Regions from separate parts of the Mus musculus genome. Here regions 2, 3 and 4 are each linked to region 1. A link is a contact called in public ChIA-PET, HiChIP or PLAC-seq and promoter capture Hi-C data. All regions are on one chromosome and are shown on one strand. The core of a region is the stretch at or near the end of the contact, and the rest is flanking DNA. Distances in the headings are between cores, read along the strand shown. Region 1 holds the start of Mydgf (myeloid derived growth factor). Region 2 holds the start of Crb3 (crumbs family member 3). Region 3 holds the start of Gtf2f1 (general transcription factor IIF, polypeptide 1). Region 4 holds the start of Ndufa11 (NADH:ubiquinone oxidoreductase subunit A11).

Region 1 (4,189 bases), core at 930-3,429:
AGTGAAAGAAGAGGATGGGAAGTGACCAAGAGAGCAAGCGGGCGGTGTGAGTGCTTGGATGGAAGCCCAGGGACAACATAGCTCTGAAGTGGGACAGTGTCCCTGCGGAAGGGCATTCTGGGACACTCGGGCCCAGGAACCACATAGCTCTGAGAGGAAGCCTCCTCAGCAGAGGTAATGGGGCTCTTCGGGGAAGAAGGTATTCCCCCGCTGAGCTGTGGCACTCAGGGGCCTCGCCCCATCTCTGCTTTTTCATTGCCTCTTTTCTTCTTGGCTTCTGAGGAGAGAGTCACACCAGGCAGAAAATATCATGAAAGAAATTTATTGAGGAGTTCAGGGACAGCTGCCCTTTGTCTCCCAGGAGCAGACAGCTGGGAATTGGGCCGAGGGGGCAGTGCTTGGATTTCTGAGAGGGGCAGAGATGTCCAGGTTGAGGATTGGTGGAATTTCCAGTGCTGAGCTCAGGGGAGGCTCAGTGATTGGTGGGCTTTTTTTTTTTTTTTTTTTTTTAATGGGAATCTCAAGGGACTAGTGGGTTTTCCTGCTCAGCGATTGGTGGCTTTTTTTTTTCCCACCCCCTTTCCCTGCATCAGGCCCATGGCTAAGGGTGGAAAGTCCTTTCTGGCTGCAGCCAGCTTTTGCTGAAGCGACATCTCTGTGGGACTGCTGGGGGTGGGGTAGGCTGGGGAGGAGATGAGCCACTGTGGACAGCTCCTGTGAGGGCTGCAGGCTGAGATGTCACTGGTGCTGCCACTTTTGACAGCACTTGTGGGACACTTTACTGCAGCAGCCCATAGGCTGGGGTGGAAAGGAGGACCCCGCCACTACTCTGATGGCTTTTGTGGTGCACCGCTCAGGGACTACAGGAGGACTGGGATGGGGCAGGCTAAGGTGGCATCAGCAGCCATTTGAGAGGAAATGAGGTACTTGTAACTAGATAGAGGATCACTTAGCCGTAGAGTCTAATTTTAAGATACTTATTTTCTGTTGTGCAAGGCTGCTTGCCCCAATTCACATGTAGTGAGAACAGCTTTTAGGAGTCAGTTCTACCACCATCTAGTGACCAGGGCTGAAGTCATGGCTGCAAGCCCTTTACTCACTATTCCATCTCGCTGGCCAGTGGAAAGATGGGAAAATTATTCAGCAGCAGAGGGCTGGCCAGGCATGCTCTAGGTCCGGTAACAGCATAGCAACACCTGTGACCTATAGGAAGCTGCAAAACCGGAAGAATTCACTTTTAAAGTATTGCTATTATTATATTATTTTCATGTCTGTCTGTGTACCACATGCATACCTGGTACCTGCAGAGGCCAGAAGAAGACATCGGATCTCTTGGAAATGGAGTTAAAGTTGTAAAGCACCATGTGGGTGCTGGGCTTCAAATCTTGGTCCTCTATAGAACAGCCAGTGCTCTTAATTGCTGAGCCATCACCGCAGCCCTCACAATAAAATATTTTTGAAAAATATGCCGGGAAGTGGTGTCGCACACCTTTAATCCCAGCACTTGGGAGGCAGAGGGAGGTGGATTTCTGAGTTTGAGGCCAACCTAGTCTACAGAGTGAGTTCCAGGACAGCCAGGGCTACAGAGACCCCCCACCAAAAAAAACACAAAAAACAAACCTTAATACACACACACACACACACACACACACACACACACACACACACACACACACACATATATGTAAAATATGTTACAAAACAAAAAACAATCAACAGGTGGTGGTGGAGGCCTACGCCTTAATCTCAGCACTCAGGTGGCAGAGTCAGGCAGATCTCTGAGTTCCCGGCTAGCCTGGAGAGATTTCCAGGACCTTGTCTCGTCAAAACCAAAAAAATAGGACAAATAAAAGTGAAATAAACCATATTTATTAACAAATGGATAATCTAACAAAATTAAACACTGTCAACCCCCATGTTGTCCTGAAGTGAGTCCGGGAGCCCATTTAAGTGAGATATAAAAATATCCGGGGGGGAGGCAAAAGTTACCTGCAAACTCCAACCCAAACAAGCGCCAAGACGAAGTCGCCCTCCAGGCATCCGCGAGCGTCAATCAGAGGCGCTGTAGTGCATCACGTGCCAAGTCGAGTCCCGCCCCACCATGGCAGCCAAATCGGGCGGGGCGACGTTGTCACCGTTCGGCGCTGACGTGTCCCGCGCGTGTCACTCCACGTTCGCGAGCGCCTGCGCATTGCCCCGGAAGCAAGATGGCAGCCCCCAGCGGAGGCTTCTGGACTGCGGTGGTCCTGGCGGCCGCAGCGCTGAAATTGGCCGCCGCTGTGTCCGAGCCCACCACCGTGCCATTTGACGTGAGGCCCGGAGGGGTCGTGCATTCGTTCTCCCAGGACGTAGGACCCGGGGTACGTGCTAAGCCTCCTGCCCGGGAATCGATGCCTATGGACTTCCGATCAGGTGGTCCTGGAGACCGGGTGGAGTGGCAGAGGCAGGGTTACCTGAAGAAGGGACCTGGCTGCCTCGTCTGTCTTCTGTCAGTCACTCCCTACCTGCAAGGCGACTTCCCCTTGCCCATCTCATTGTAGAAAAGGGAATACTGGTTGATAAGAGCAGCGGATCTAGGGGACTGGCTATACAGGTCGCACGTGGGTTACTCACTGAACCCGGACTAGAGCGGGAGCACCCCCCAAGCCTTACACGAGTCCATCACCTCTCCTTTCAGCGAGCCAGCAGTCAGCCTAGCCTCTGCCCGCCCCAGCTTGGCTTCTGGGACAGCGGTGTCCCTAGTGACCATTTCTTGAGACCATTACTATAGTCCTGTGCTTTCTGGCAGGTTTGTGTTGTGGGCAGGAAGCAGTACAAGCTTGTATCTAACAGGAGCCCCGAGTACTGACCTCATAGGTGATGTTCTAGGGATGATTGCTGAAGGCCATTTGACCTTCCTAGGAAATCACAGTGATTTGAGCAAAGTTCTGAGCTCCTGAGAGGAGAGAGATCTGGTGGCCTCTGGAGGGTGTACTGAGGGATGGAACCTAGAGTCTCACATCGGCAGAGCCAGGGTTCTGCCCCGCCCTAGGCAGGGGCTCCACCCCTGAGCCACATCCCTAGCTCCTCATTAGGGGATTCTAGGTGGGACTCCACCCCTGAGTCACCCTCCCAACCCCTCACTGCTGGATTCTGGACAGGCTCAACCCTTGACCTTCTGGGCAGGGGCTGATGTATATCTCAGTCCTTTTTGATCTGTTTTACATCGGGACAGCACCTTGCTAAGTCACCCAGGCTAGCTTATGTCCCAGTTCCCAGTTCTGCGTCAGCCTCCTGGATACCAGAGATGATGTGCATACAGGACCATGCCCAGTATGCTAGGGTCTTGGTTCTGAGTATTGAGATCTTTGCTCTTCAGCCTCCTTTTATTTCTCCTTCTACAGAACAAGTTTACATGTACATTCACCTACGCTTCCCAAGGAGGGACCAACGAGGTAAGTTCCTCAGGGTGTCACACGACTGGTGTCAAGGGAAAGTGGCCAGACTCCCGAGGCTCTAAAGTCCCAGTCCCTTGAGCCTGAAGGACTTCTAGTTGCCTTGGCTTCCGCCTAATGGAATCAGCAGCCCACAGTGCTGATCCCTGACTCTTAGTCTATGTGTAATCAGTGAGCCACCAGAGCCTGGGACAGTCCTCAGGGCAGCCCGTAAGCTGGCAAGAGGGCCGATACCTCAGCAGCACCCAGGGCATCGAGGTGAACTGTTATGAGGTTAGCTGCCTGTCCCACACACAAGTTAGTTCATTCAGTGGAAATACTGGTGTATCCAGAACCTTGGACATGCATGTTCTGAGCAGAGCTTTCCATAGGAGCAATGAGTGGAAGTGTCTTAGTGTCCACGGATGGGCAGGGGTACACAGCACCTCAACAGTTGGAATATCACACACCCGTGAACAAGAGCGTTGCGTATGGCATGGAGAGGGTTAACAGCCCTGCTCGTGGCATCGAATGAATGAGTTTATTATGTACATAGCAAGTAAGGAAAAGAAATGGAGAGGCTACAGACAGCAAAACCATCTTCAGTTAAGTACTCAATGAGCAGAAACCAGCATGCAGTGACCACAGAGGCCCAAAGTGGGCATCGGATCTCCTGGAACTGGAGTTACAGTTGTGAGCCACCATGTGGTTGCTGGGAATCAAAGTCAGGTCCTCTGCAAGAGCAGCCAGTGCTATAACCACCGAGCCATCTCTGC
Region 2 (4,189 bases), core at 678-3,177, 880 kb before region 1:
ATGTATGTATGTGTGTGTGTATATATATATATATATATATATATATATATATATATATATAGTTTTTCGAGACAGGGTTTCTCTGTGTAGCCCTGTAGACCAGGCTTGGCCTTGAACTCAGAAATCCACCTGCTTCTGCCTCCCAAGAGCTGGGATTAAAGGCGTGTGCCACCACTGCCCAGGCAATAAAAAAAATAATTTAAAAGTCAGGGCATCTGCCTAGCACATGGCCTTTTATTTTTCTCTGTATAGGCCTGGCTGTCCTGGAACTCACTTTGTAGACCAGGCTGGCCTTGAACTCAAAAATCCGCCTGCCTCTGCCTCCCAAGTGCTGGGATTAAATGCGTGTGCCACCACCGCCCGGCGCACATGGTCTTTTAATAGTAATGTCTCTCCACTTGTCCCATACTACTCTGGTCTCACACACTTGCTCTTCCTTCTTACACCTTCCCAACTCACCAGGCCCCCGTTGGACTCATCACCTGGGGGTTGAGTTGTGCTATTTGTGAAAGGGTCCGGTGCTGTGGAACAGAAAGAGAAAAAAAAAATCCATGCTGGGGTCTTCTTCACTAGTTATCACTTACACACCACTCAGTCAGACCTTGCAAAACGCCTTCCAAAGTCTCCAGCTGGAATTGAGGCAGCAAGTACAGCCAGGCCACCCACTCCACCCTCGGGTGTGATGCTGGTTTCTCTGGCCACCCTCAGCCCAGCAGGTAATAATCTGACCACCCAGAGTCACCATTGTTAGCCTATTAGAATAGATGGCTTCCAGAACCGTGTCCCCCTCCACCATCACTCCGGCCCAGAACCCTTAAGGACCTGGGCGGGGCTCAACCTTTCCCAGGAGTATGTGACTCACAAGGTCCCCCCACCCCCCAGGCTCCCGAAACTGGAACTAGAGACTGAGGGAAGGTCTGGCTGGGTCCACACCTACGGAGGGCCAGCCCTGTCAGCTGGGCTCCCTCCAGGTCCCCCTGACTGCTTAAGACTCTCAACTATGCAGACTCAGGTGCCCAGGCTCTCCCTCCCCTCCTCCACCTCTGGGCTCTGCCCAACAACCCCCAGCTCCTAAATTCCACAAGACTTAAGGACTCAGGAATTCTAGGCTGCGGGTACGGAGCGTTCAGAAAAACGCTGGTTCGAGCCTCAGCAACGTTAAAAGAAAAAAAAAAAAAAACTGGAGAAAAAAAAACTGGAAAAAAAAAAAGTTCGCAGGTCAGCTAAACTAATTTGAAATTCAGCCCTGAAGCTTTCAAACTTGGTCTCCAAACGCATTCCAAGCTCATTCCTCAGACCTGTCGCCCTCTCTGGGTCGCAAATGCCCGGCACTTCTGAGTTCAACCCGGGAACCCTCCTCCCACCCGAGCGCTGCCCCGGACAGTACCTACCTGTTAGGCTCCAGCCGGAGGGCAGCATCGGCAAACCAAACGCCAAGAGCACCCCCAGGCCTGGGGTCGCCATGAGTTTAGGCGACGAGTTGGTGACGCCAAGGACAGGACTTCCCCAAGGCGCCAATTCCTACCGCATCTTGGGTCGAGGAGGGCACCTGCGACCCAGGACCTGGGGACCAGACCGGGGTGGGGGGGAGAGGGCGCAGCATAGGGTGAGGGGCTGGACTCAGGCTCGGGGCCCAGCGACAGGCAACCCAATCTTGGAGTGCGCTCCCCGCCCTCGGCGCCAAGGGTCAGAGATTAAAGATTAACTCCCCGACCGCATTCTTGGGCCAGGAAAAGGGAAGGAGGAGGTGGGGACAGGACAGGCTGCGCGCCCTGCCTCCCTACCTGACTCCAGCGTCTGAGAGGGACTTCGCTCAGGTTCCCAATCCCGGGTTCCCAGCTGGAACCCCGAGTCTCCGTCCTTCACCCGGTCGCTCCAGATCCCACCCGCCCCGCCCGCTCACGTGACCCGGAAAGTTTAGTCACCCACCTGGGCAAAGAGCGCACTTCCGGCTTGTGCACCTGAGCCTGGCTGAGAGGGGCGGGGCGAAGAGGGCGGGGCCGCGCCGCCAGAGCACCTGTAACGGGAACCCCATTGCGACCCGGAGCACCGCAGAGGGCGGAAATGAGCAGGTGTAAGCACAGGGGTGCATACCCCGGCGGGGGGCGTGGCGACACTCCAGAAAGATACACACTTATAAGAGGCGGGCTCCGATGGGAAACACTGAAGAACTCACACCCTGAAGTCAGACCTGGGAATGCTAACCTGTATTCTAAATGTATTCTGGAGGCTGAGGCAGGAGGACCCCAAGTTCAAAGCCAGCCTGAATAAACCCTATTTCAAAAGTAAAAGGGGCTGGGAGCGTGGCTCGGGGCCAGAACCCCTGCCTTAAATGGCCTAGTGAAGGTCGCCTTCCAAGAATGTCTTAGTGATTGGATCGCCCCTTACTCAGCCATGAATTCCTCCTTAGCATGCCTGAGACCCCTGGGTTCCATTTTCATCCCATAACCAAAAAAATCAACCAACCTGTACAGGACTAGTTTTGTAGAAAGATACATGTAGGCTTGTAGTCAGAGTGTAATCAGAACACCTGCTTAGATTAAACCCGTGCGGTATTAAAAAAAAAAAAAAAAAAAAAAAAAACCGGACAAAGATCTGTGCAGAATCTCGCCCAGCTTAACGGAAGGCCTTATGTCCACACTGAAGAACATCCGTATGAGGTCCACCTGCCAGGGAAGTGTCTGTGAGGAAGCATGGATTTGGGGCGTCTGCGCAGAAGTAGTGATGTCCCACGGCACCCACACAGAAACTCTTATGCATGGAAACATCTGGTAGCTGGTAGAGGGAGTGGGTGGGACTTTCACCTGTTCACCACAGATGTATGGGCACAGCTTGGGTGGGGACCGCATGACCTCTGGATGTATCTTTGGGTAAAAGGTGGTCATGCACCGGATATGATGGCACGTGATTGCCGTCCCAGCAACTGGGATTCCGAAGCAGGCGAACTGCTGCACATTCAAGGCCAGCGAGGCTACAGAGACCTTGGCTCAAAAGGACAATAACAACAATAGCCATAGAGCTGCAGCTGGAGTTCTGTGGCTAGTTTATCTAGCACATACAAGGCTATATACAACACCCATTGTAGTGTAGCATACGCCTTAGATCCCAGGTGGAGCTCTGTGAGGTCCAGATCAGCCCGGTCTACATAGTAAATTCCGTGGCTACATAGAGAGACTGTGTCTTTGAACAAGAAAAATAAATAAATAAATAAATAAATAAATGAGGCGTCGTCCCTTCCTGGGAGTGGTGGTTTAAACTCTGTTTAAATCTCTGCTCTGGCCCTAAATGGGAATCCAGACTAAGATTTGAAGCTTTTGATTTCTCCACTGTAGCGTGGGAAAAGCTAGTGTCACCTACCTACCTCACAGGGTTTGGGGTAGGTTCGTTACTGAGCAGCGAGTGAAGGGCTCTGGCATGCGCAACGCACTCAATGTGAGCTCTTATTTATTATTCGCGGTCAGACGGACGCCCTTCCCCCTGACGGTGAGACGAAAAACTGCACCCGAAACTTGTGGGCGGGACTTCAGCAGGTGCAACCACAGCCGCCGGCTGAGGCCCCGCCTCCAGAGCCCCTCCTCCTGATCGTTATCTTTAGTGGCGCGGGAGATACTGGTCCGCGACTCCCTTTCCAGGCAGGTCTGCAAAGAGCAGCCTTCAGAGAGTCTGAATTGGGGCGCGGCCCCTTTAAGAATGCCTAGCGGGCTGCGAGCTGCGGGACAGGAGGCCGCGGCGGGTCAACCGGGAAGCCCCGCCTAGGTAGAGCGGACCGCCGCAGCTAGGGCGCATTGACCAATAAGGATTTAACTTTGCAGCCGCGCCGCTCGTTGACCTTGCGTTTCTCTCTCCGAGTGTCACCAAGAAAAGGAGGCGCGCGGGCGGAATGAAGTGTTGGGGAGGGAGCCCACACCTCTTTGTTGATCTGCTGTTTCTATCATCGACTGGGGAATCTAACTAGAGCAGGCGGGCGAAAGAAGCTTTTAAACTGGTTCAGAATTCTTTGCGTAGACCTGGGAGAAGCAAAAACTTGAATTTCTGATAAGTGATCCGTTAGAGAGGAAGGTGTAAATGAACAAGATTACGAATCCAATTCCTGACAATTCCCTACCAAAACCATTTAAGGAAAAAAGGGTAAACTGAGGCAAGCAGAGTACTAAGACGGTTGCCTCTCCTACCGTCCCAGGAATGCGCT
Region 3 (4,189 bases), core at 1,082-3,581, 830 kb before region 1:
CTCTCTTCCTTTGTCACTCCCTCCCCCATGCCTGATATAGTCCCTGACATATCCCAGGCTAGAATCTTTTGTTTGTGGGGGAGGGCTAGTTTAAGACAGGGTTTCTGTGTGTCGCTGGCTGTCCTTGAACTCACTCTGTAGACCAGGCTGGCCTCAAACTCACAGAAATCCTTCTGCCTCTGCTTTCCCAAGTGCTGGGATAAAAGATGTGTGTCACCACTGCCTGGCTGGGCTAGACTCTTATTCGATCTAAAAAAAGGTTATTAGATCTCTTTTATCATTTATCTAGTTGGAGAAGGATGGCACATGTGCCATTCATTCACAGGAGTCAGTTCAGGGGTTGAATTCAGGCTGTGAGGCTTGGCCGCAAAATGTCTTCACCCAGTGTGCCATCTCTGGCCCGTAGCACAGACTGGCCTGTCTATGTAGTCAAGGGTGCCTTGCCCAGCATGCACCCAGTTTCTGCTGGGTATGGGACCCAGGACTTTGCGCATTCTAGGCCAGTGACCTTTTTTTTTTTTTTTTTTTTTTTGATTTGTGAGTGTTTGTTTACATGTATGTGTGAGTGTGTGCAAGACCAGAAGAGAGTACAGGAAACCCTGGAAATAGAGTTAACAGATAGTTGTGAGCTGTCATTTGGGTGCTGGGAAGCAAACCCAGCTTCTGGACAGGAGCAGCCAGTGTCCTTAACTCTTACATCACCACAACACTGTCAGATAAGAACAGGTTAGGGCTGCAAGGCAGTCACTGGGCCAGCAGACCCTGGCTTCCTGGGGACTCCGTCCAGCCATGAGTGACCCCATGAACTCCTGTGAACTCTCACCGTGGGTACCAGGAGTCCCTTCTGCATGATGTCCCGGATCTGCCGTCCCCTCTGGGTGCTTCTCTGAGCCTCCTCCCGCAGCAGCTGGCCCAGCTCCACATGGTAGAAGCCGTATTTCAGAGCCATGTTTCTGCACTGGGTCCCTTTCCCGCAGCCGGGCCCCCCCACCACGAAGATGATCAGGGGATACCTCAGGATATCTATGGTGTTCAGGGAAGAAAGATGGTACTAGTGCAAGTCTATAAGAAATCCTGGACTCACGTTGAAGCATCCCCCTGTGGGGATTTTCCTGAGCCATTTGCACAGACCTCCATGAAGTGCCTTAGTGACTCCATCACCCCATTTTACAGATAAAGAAGAGGGCCCTCAAACTCACCCAGTAGCACCCTGCTCCGCCCACCATGCGGTCCTTTCTATGCTGCCTGCTTGTGCCTCTAGTCACACAACCTCTGAGTTGGGATAAGACCTCTCTGCCCTTTCCTCTCCTCCGCAGTCAGCCCTCGTTCTTTGTCCCTTTCAGTTCACTTTGGTCTTCCTAGCCAGCCTCTGTAACTTAAGGCGCACTCCCTGAAGGCGGAGAAATGAATGCCTCCCCTACTAGACACATCTGTGGAGTCAGTTGTTTATGCAAAGACAGTCATGGAATCAGCCTATCTCATTCCTCTCAAGTTCAATGCCTGTGCCTCCCTTGCCCCTCTGCTTAACCAACTCCTTTGCATCCCGTAGGCTCCCTTTCTCTGATTTGTCCCCAGAGAATAGTACTTTCCATTTCCGACACTGGCTCCTCTACTCAAGTTATATGCCAAAGGCATCAACCAACAGTGAGGTGGGAGCATGCGCAGATGCGTTCCTTCCGTGCAGGGGTTGGTGTACACCCCCAGGTAGTGGGGATACTTGCCCATCTCCCCCTTTCGTTGGCCCATGTAAACCAACCACCCCACGTCGTTACCCTTCTCCTGGGGCCTCAAAGCTCTGCCCAGCTGGGGCAGCGTGGACTCGCACAGACCCATCCCGCCCGCAATGCCGGGGTACGCTGGGGCCCTGTCTCCACCCTGCACCGAGTCCCCGGCTCCGCTCTACGTCACAAGGGACTCATTTTGCAAGATCCTCGGGATCCCCATATCCCAGGACACAGAAAACTGAACCTCAGACCCGCCCCAGAAGAGCCGAAGAAGCCACCCCACAGAGTGGGCCTCGGTTGCCATGGCAACTCGGCCTCCGTTCCCGCTTCTTGGACACATTTACGCTTGCGCAAGAGGATCGAGTTCGCGTCTACCAGGAGACTCCATTTCCACCCTACCCAGGATGCTCCGCGGTGCCTGCGTCGTGACGTCACGACGGGCGTGTCTACACGTGACTTTTCCGTGGTATATAAACAGAGAACGCCGCCAAAAGGTGGCTTTCTCTCCGAAGCTGGTGATCTAGAGTAGTTACAGCGGCTGCGCTCTTCTCGGTGTGGCAGCTCAACTTCCGGGTCAGGCTCTAACGCATGCGCAGAGAGTTAGGTCTCTTTTTCTCGTCTTCCAGCATTCTCCGAGACTTAAGGATTTGGAAATCCAAAGCACAGCATCACACTAACGTGACAACCAGGAAAGGTGCCTTCCCTTTCCTGGAGCCGAGGGACACAACGAAGTTCATCCCGTCAGGCCGACCGGGAGCAGCTTGAGCAACGGCCATGGCGGCTCTAGTGAGTATGAATGAGGTGGGGACAGAGGTGTCGCAGAACAGACCCCGCGCCCTCTCCTCGCCTTACAGACCCCTGCTCTCTTGCAGGGCTCCAGCAGCCAGAATGTCACCGAGTACGTCGTCCGAGTCCCCAAGTAAGTCCCCGTCCACCCACACTCCAGAACCTCGGCCCTGTGTTCCCCTGCCACCCCGTCCAAGACACAGTAACAGTTACCCCTTGGTAGTTAATGTCAGGGGTCGGTGACTTTGCCCTGAGTCAGACGGGTCAGGTCAGACATGGTGACTGCCTTTAATCTCAGCACTTGGGAAGCAGATGTAAGAGAATTTCTGTGAGTTCGCAGCCAGCCAGGTCTGTATAGTGAGTTCCAGGACAGCCAGGGCTACATAGTCGGGTCCTGTCCCAAAATAAAAGAAAACCCCAAACTGGTCACAGGTGGTATACATCCTGTTTTTTTGTGCCAAGTGCCATGTCCCTCAACTTCTAACTTTATTTTAGGTGGGTACATGCTAGGCAAGTACTCCACCACCGAGCCACACCCAGCCCCCTCTTAAGTTTTGTTTATTTTGAAGACAAGAGTCTTACTGTGTAGTTCAGATGGTTTGATCAGGCTGGCTTTGAACCCACTCAGATCCATTAAGACCCTTGCCTGCCTGCCCTTCTTTCTACATAGGGGTCCTCCGCACTTTTGGTTCCTTTTTTCTTTTTTTCTCTTTTGGTTTTTCGAGACAGGGTTTCTCTGTGTAGCCCTGGCTGTCCTGGAACTCACCTTGTAGACCAGGCTGGCCTCGAACTCAGAAATCCACCTGCCTCTGCCTCCCAAGTGCTGGGATTAAAGGCATGTGCCAACTCTGCCTGGTGGTCCCTTTGTTTCTTGAAGATTTAATTTATTATCTATGTGTATGAATGTTCTCTCTTGTCTCTCCTCTCTCACTCTCGCTCTTGCTCTCGCTCTCACTCTTTCTGTATGTGATGCTGTAAGAGAGCCTAGTGTCTGTGGATCTTTATCTGATGGGGTTGGGTTGGATGAGATGGATCTTGATTCTTTAAAACAAAACAAAACAAAACCCCTGAAAAACTAGAGCGTGGTTCTCAACTTGCAGGTTGCCTAAGACCATCGGAAAACACAGATATTTACATGACCATTTATAGCTTACAGTTGTGAACTAAACAAAAATAATTTTATGATTGGGTCACCGCAGCATGAGGAGATGTATTAGAGGGTCAGAGCTTTAGAACCATTGCTCTGGAGTCTTTTATGAGTTCCCAGAATTACCTACAACCAAGGGTGTAAAGCATAGATTTGTTGAATGAATAATCAATAGATTGAATAGTTTCTTGCCCATTCCAGGAACACAGCCAAAAGATACAACATAATGGCTTTTAATGCAGCCGATAAAGTCAACTTTGCTACCTGGAACCAGGTAAGTGGGTGATTCTGGGTGGCTGGGGCAGGGACCTAACCCTGGGCTGGTGACTATGTATAGTAATAACTTTACTGAAACGATGGTGCCCACACCTGTGGCTCCAGCAGATTTGTGATTCCAGCCATTTGGTGGCTGAGGCAGAAAGACTGAGTGTTTTAGACCAGCTTGTGCTACATAAATCCTAGCTCCAAAGAAAAGAAGTGCAAAGCAAAGCAAAGCATGTCAGAGGATGTGGTTCAGTCAGTAGAGCACGAA
Region 4 (4,189 bases), core at 714-3,213, 530 kb before region 1:
AGGAGCACCACCTGCAGCATGGGACCCTCCAGGAGCACCTCCTGCAACATGGGACCCTCCAAGAGCACCACCTACAGCATGGAGCGCCTCCAGGAGCACCAGCTGCAGCACGGGACCCTCCAGGAGCACCAGCTGCAGCATGGAACCTCCAGGTGCAGCTGCGCCCAGGAGCTATCCATTCCTAACTGCTGTGCCGGCAGGGCAGGAATTCATTCATTCATTCATTCATTCACTCACTGTGTTGCACAAGCCACGTTCATTTATTCATCCATCCTTCCACTGAGGCCCCAAAGACCTCCCTCATTCAATTGTGAGTTCCACCACGCCTCCAAGTTGCTAGATCCTGCTGGGAAGGCAGGGTCACTGCCTTTCTGCAATATCCCCCTTAGGGGAGCCAAGCAGGGAGCTTGGGAACAAAGGAGTTAGGACACAGGGAAGAATTTTCAAAGCTGACATAATTGTCCACTTCCTCCCTCAGTAGCTCTGACATGGCACCTCTGGCAAGGGCCTGCCTACTCTCCACATCTACCCAAGACAGACTCCAGCCAGACACCAAGAGTGCACACAGTCCTCCTCTGGATCAACACCCATGTTCTCTCCATGGCCTCCCTCACAGAGATCTGCCTGCCTTGCCCCCCAAGTTCTGGGCTCAAAGGCATGCACCACCACGACTAGGCTTGTTCTGTCTGTTTTAAAATCCCCCAATCACCTGACCCTACAACACCTGCTTTGTGGGAGCAAAGCCTTGGGTAAACTCATGAATGTGAGGCCTGTGGACACACCAGAAATATATGACTGAATGAGGCCTTGAGGGATAGCATAAGTGAGTGAATGAACTAGGCATGAGGGGGCACCTTAAGAGTCTCAAATGCCAAAGGTAACCCCATGACAGCCTTAAAAGGACATCTGACCTTCCAAACAAGTGTGCCCTATTTGGAATCTTCCAGAATCAGGTCCTCATGATGATGCATACTTTTAATCTGGGAATTCAGGAGGCAGAGGCGGGACACTTTCTTTGAATCCCAAGCCAGCCTGGGTTACATAGGGAGATCATGTCCAAAATAATAGTAAATCATGCTGGAGAGATGGCTCTCTCTCAGTCCTGGAGAAATAGAACAGCCCTTCCACATTACCTGGGTTCAACTCTCAGGCCCCACACGGGCACCTCACAACTGTCTGCAGCTCCAATTCCAGAGAATCGGACACACAAGACATACAGGTAACACACCAATGAGCGTAAGACAAAACTAAATCACTTTAAATCATTTAAAAATAAGAGCAAATTAATAGGTTCCGTGGTGGCGGAAAATAGAAACAAAACAAAACAAAACAAAAATAACAAAAACATCTTCCAGAGGCTAGATTGGGGTGTAGCCCTGTCATCCCAGCACTCGGGCAGCTGAGGCAGGAGGATCATGCAGGCCAGACTGGAGACAGGAGAATCAAGACCTCAAGGCCATCCTCCGCTACACAGAGGGTTTGCAGTCTTGCCAAGGCAACCCTAGAACTTGTCTTCAAAAACTCCGATGACCCGATCACCCCTTAACCCTAAAAACTCCTGACGACGCTGAAATGACCTTCACATTTTCTCCAGCTTTTGCTCCCTGATATTGACCTACGACCTCTGAAGCCCCTAGGCACTGACGAGTCTACGCCCCTCAAAAGTCTCAACCTCTTCCGCCTTTACAGCCATTGCGCCCCGGCGCCCCAGGGACCTCCGCGCGCCCTCTGACCTTTGCTTCCAGACCTCCGCCCTCCGCCCGCCCACCGGCCCGCGCTCACCGCAAATGCCGCCTAAGGCCGTGGTGATGTAGGTCTTGCGATGACACTGGGTGCCGTCGGGGACCTCATGGTAAGATTCAAAGAACCGCTTCACCATCGCCATACCTAGCTGGGCTTGCTCGGCCGACCCTAAAGCGTCTGGGCGAACTCAAGGGTAGCCGGCTAGGTCAACTCTCGCGAGGTTTCCAGCGCGCAACTTTATTGAACGCCTTGGACGCAGACAAGGCGTGCGCGCATGCGCGCAGTGCAGGTTTGTACCGAGGTCTTATTAATCCCGTAGCAAGATCTGTGTCGTGCTCGGTCCACAAGTGAATCTGGACAGAGACGCCCGTGACGTCAGGAAAGGTAAACTGAGGCCATGAAGAAAAACGCCTCCAGCCCTAGCGAAGACGAGGTTTCTAGTACGGAGAATGTTGATAGTGCATCCAAGGATGGGATTGACAGGTCGCAGGACAGCCATTACACTGTCAGGCAGGTCAGCGATCGAAACTAACAGAAGGTAGGACAATCGCAGGGCAGATATTACAGCGCGAGGCTAGTGATACCCTAGTTAGCCGGAGCTGCACGGACGCGGCGGGACACAGCGCAAAAGCGGTTGGCTCGTCAGGGATCCGGACTGTGTAGGGGTGTGGTTTCATGCCCATCTCAATCAGGACCGCGTGTAACTATTTGGGGGCGTGGCCAGGCTGGGGGCAAGGGGACCAATCGTGAGGATTTAGCGTGAGGATTATAATTGACGGAGACCAGGCCCACTCTGCTTTGGTTTTAAGTCCTCGCTGCACTCGCAGGCACAGCCACACTCAGGAGCTGGTCCTGAAAGGGACGTGAACATTGGCTACGGGGCGTGGCCGCACTTAGTCCTGCCCCTGGTAGAAACGTGGCCAATAGTGAGAGCCCAAGAGGAAGCACACGCCTTCCTCCGGGGGGCGTGTCTTTCTTGACGTCACTTCGAAGTTGGGCGGGGCCTCTTGAGAAGGTTTAAATTAATGCAGCGGCAGCCTGGCAGCTGCATGTGAGGGAGGGGGTGGGGGGTGGGGGTCGGGCTCAGGGGCGGGGCTTCTTGCGTTGTGGGCGTGACCCGACAGGGCGGGGTGGGGCCTGCACGGCAGCCGGGGGCCATGTCTGCGCCGCCACCTCTGCAGATCCGGGAGGCGAACGCGCACCTGGCCGCCGTGCACCGACGCGCAGCGGAGCTGGAGAGGCGGCTGCTGGCGGCTGAGCGCACGATTGGTGCGCAGGCCGAGCGCCTGGCCTGCCACGACCAGCACCTGCGCGCCGCCCTGGATGAGCTGGGTCGCGCCAAGGACCGGTGAGGCCCTGGAGGAGGCCCGGCGGACATCCCAAAGGAGGCGGGTGGAAAGGGCTGGGAACCGAGAGCAAAAATTTCCGGAGCACTAAATGCCCGGCATCACAGCACTAGGAGGGCTGAGACTGGAGGATCAGGAGTTCGGGCCATCCTCGACTACATGGGGACTTTAGAGTATAGCCTGGGTTACTTGAGAGCATTTCAAACTGTTAAAATGAAGCCAGCTGTCCCACCCACAAGGCCGAGTCTGCCGGTAGGTGCAAGAGTATTGTGTCTGATGATCGAAGGAAGCTGCTGGGTAGGGGCCCACATCGGTAGACAAAGGCACAGAACACCCCTATATAGAATAGTCAGATCTGTGACAACCATTTGTGACCATGCGGAAGTCCTACCGAAGGACACACAAAACTGGCACTGTTTTGTTTTTTGAGAGAAGGCTGGCCTTAAAGGCACTATGTAGCTTTCAACCCCTGATCCTTCTGCCTCCATCTCTCGAGTGCTGGGATGACAGAGCGCCAGGCCTGCTGTGGGGCTGAGGGTGCTTTACCAATGACATCAATGGCTCTGTGTATAAAGACACTCGCCACTAAGAATGACAAAGAATTTGATCCCATGGGGCAGGAGGAGCGAACCAACTCTTGAAAATTGTACCTTGACTTCCACATGTTTGCTGTCACATGTGTGCGCCTATGCACATAAACAAGCACACAAAGAAGTAGTGCAGGAGGAGACATAGGGAGTCTCAGAGGATTCTGGAGCAGGTAGATGCCCCCACCCCCACCCCCTGTAGGTAACTACCTTATTTGGTCCTCTTACCAGGGAGATATCTGCCCTCCAAGAGCAGCTGCTGAGCTCTGAGGCCACAGTTCGCAGCCTGCAGGCCGCAGTGGACCAGAGGGACCAGATGATCCAGCAGCTACAGCCTCGGGCTGACCTGCTGCAGGACATCACTCGCCACCGACCACCCCTGGCCGCACTGTTGGCCACCCTGGAGGAGGCAGAGGAACTGGGCCCCTTGCCGGCCAGCCACAGCCATAGGGCCCAGCTACTTCCTGATGGGCCTGGCCCACCCCTGGGCAACAACATGGGAAAGGAGGAGGG

What was found. ChIA-PET counts read pairs in DNA pulled down with a chosen protein or histone mark. HiChIP or PLAC-seq counts read pairs in DNA pulled down with a chosen protein or histone mark. Capture Hi-C pulls out chosen DNA fragments and counts their contacts.
Region 2: a FOXA1 HiChIP or PLAC-seq map of pancreatic cancer cells shows a contact between it and region 1. The contact joins the promoter of Crb3 here to the promoter of Mydgf in region 1. A contact is called at or near these places in 1 of 39 promoter capture datasets (liver) and 1 of 115 datasets of contacts at active chromatin or transcription factors (pancreatic cancer cells).
Region 3: a contact with region 1 is called in an RNA polymerase II ChIA-PET map of memory CD8 T cells, with 7 read pairs. The contact joins the promoter of Gtf2f1 here to the promoter of Mydgf in region 1. A contact is called at or near these places in 1 of 39 promoter capture datasets (embryonic stem cells), 3 of 115 datasets of contacts at active chromatin or transcription factors (large pre-B cells, memory CD8 T cells and pancreatic cancer cells) and 2 of 9 other capture datasets (adipose tissue and pancreatic islet).
Region 4: a promoter capture Hi-C map of adipose tissue shows a contact between it and region 1, with 3 times the contacts expected there. The contact joins the promoter of Ndufa11 here to the promoter of Mydgf in region 1. A contact is called at or near these places in 9 of 39 promoter capture datasets (the C10 cell line, cranial neural crest, embryonic stem cells and 4 more), 2 of 484 Hi-C or Micro-C datasets (B cells and CD4 T cells), 7 of 115 datasets of contacts at active chromatin or transcription factors (astrocytes, bone marrow-derived macrophages, embryonic stem cells and 3 more) and 2 of 9 other capture datasets (adipose tissue and liver).

What each region holds. Positions count from the first base shown.
Region 1 is chr17:56,181,910-56,186,098 of GRCm38.p6, reverse strand. Mydgf (myeloid derived growth factor) reads left to right here and starts at 2,179. Exons shown (of 6, transcript NM_080837.2): 1 at 2,179-2,360; 2 at 3,384-3,434. The coding sequence starts at 2,208. It also overlaps a transcript of Tnfaip8l1 not described here.
Region 2 is chr17:57,059,969-57,064,157 of GRCm38.p6, reverse strand. It overlaps Crb3 (crumbs family member 3), which reads right to left and starts at 1,927. Exons shown (of 4, transcript NM_177638.5): 1 at 1,785-1,927; 2 at 1,392-1,563; 3 at 460-521. The coding sequence starts at 1,464.
Region 3 is chr17:57,009,430-57,013,618 of GRCm38.p6, reverse strand. It overlaps Gtf2f1 (general transcription factor IIF, polypeptide 1), which reads left to right and starts at 2,331. Exons shown (of 13, transcript NM_133801.2): 1 at 2,331-2,510; 2 at 2,597-2,643; 3 at 3,859-3,931. The coding sequence starts at 2,499. It also overlaps the pseudogene Gm17949.
Region 4 is chr17:56,715,536-56,719,724 of GRCm38.p6, reverse strand. Ndufa11 (NADH:ubiquinone oxidoreductase subunit A11) reads right to left here and starts at 1,963. Exons shown (of 4, transcript NM_027244.1): 1 at 1,783-1,963. The coding sequence starts at 1,885. It overlaps Vmac (vimentin-type intermediate filament associated coiled-coil protein), which reads left to right and starts at 2,804. Exons shown (of 2, transcript NM_178926.3): 1 at 2,804-3,091; 2 at 3,908-4,189. The coding sequence starts at 2,901.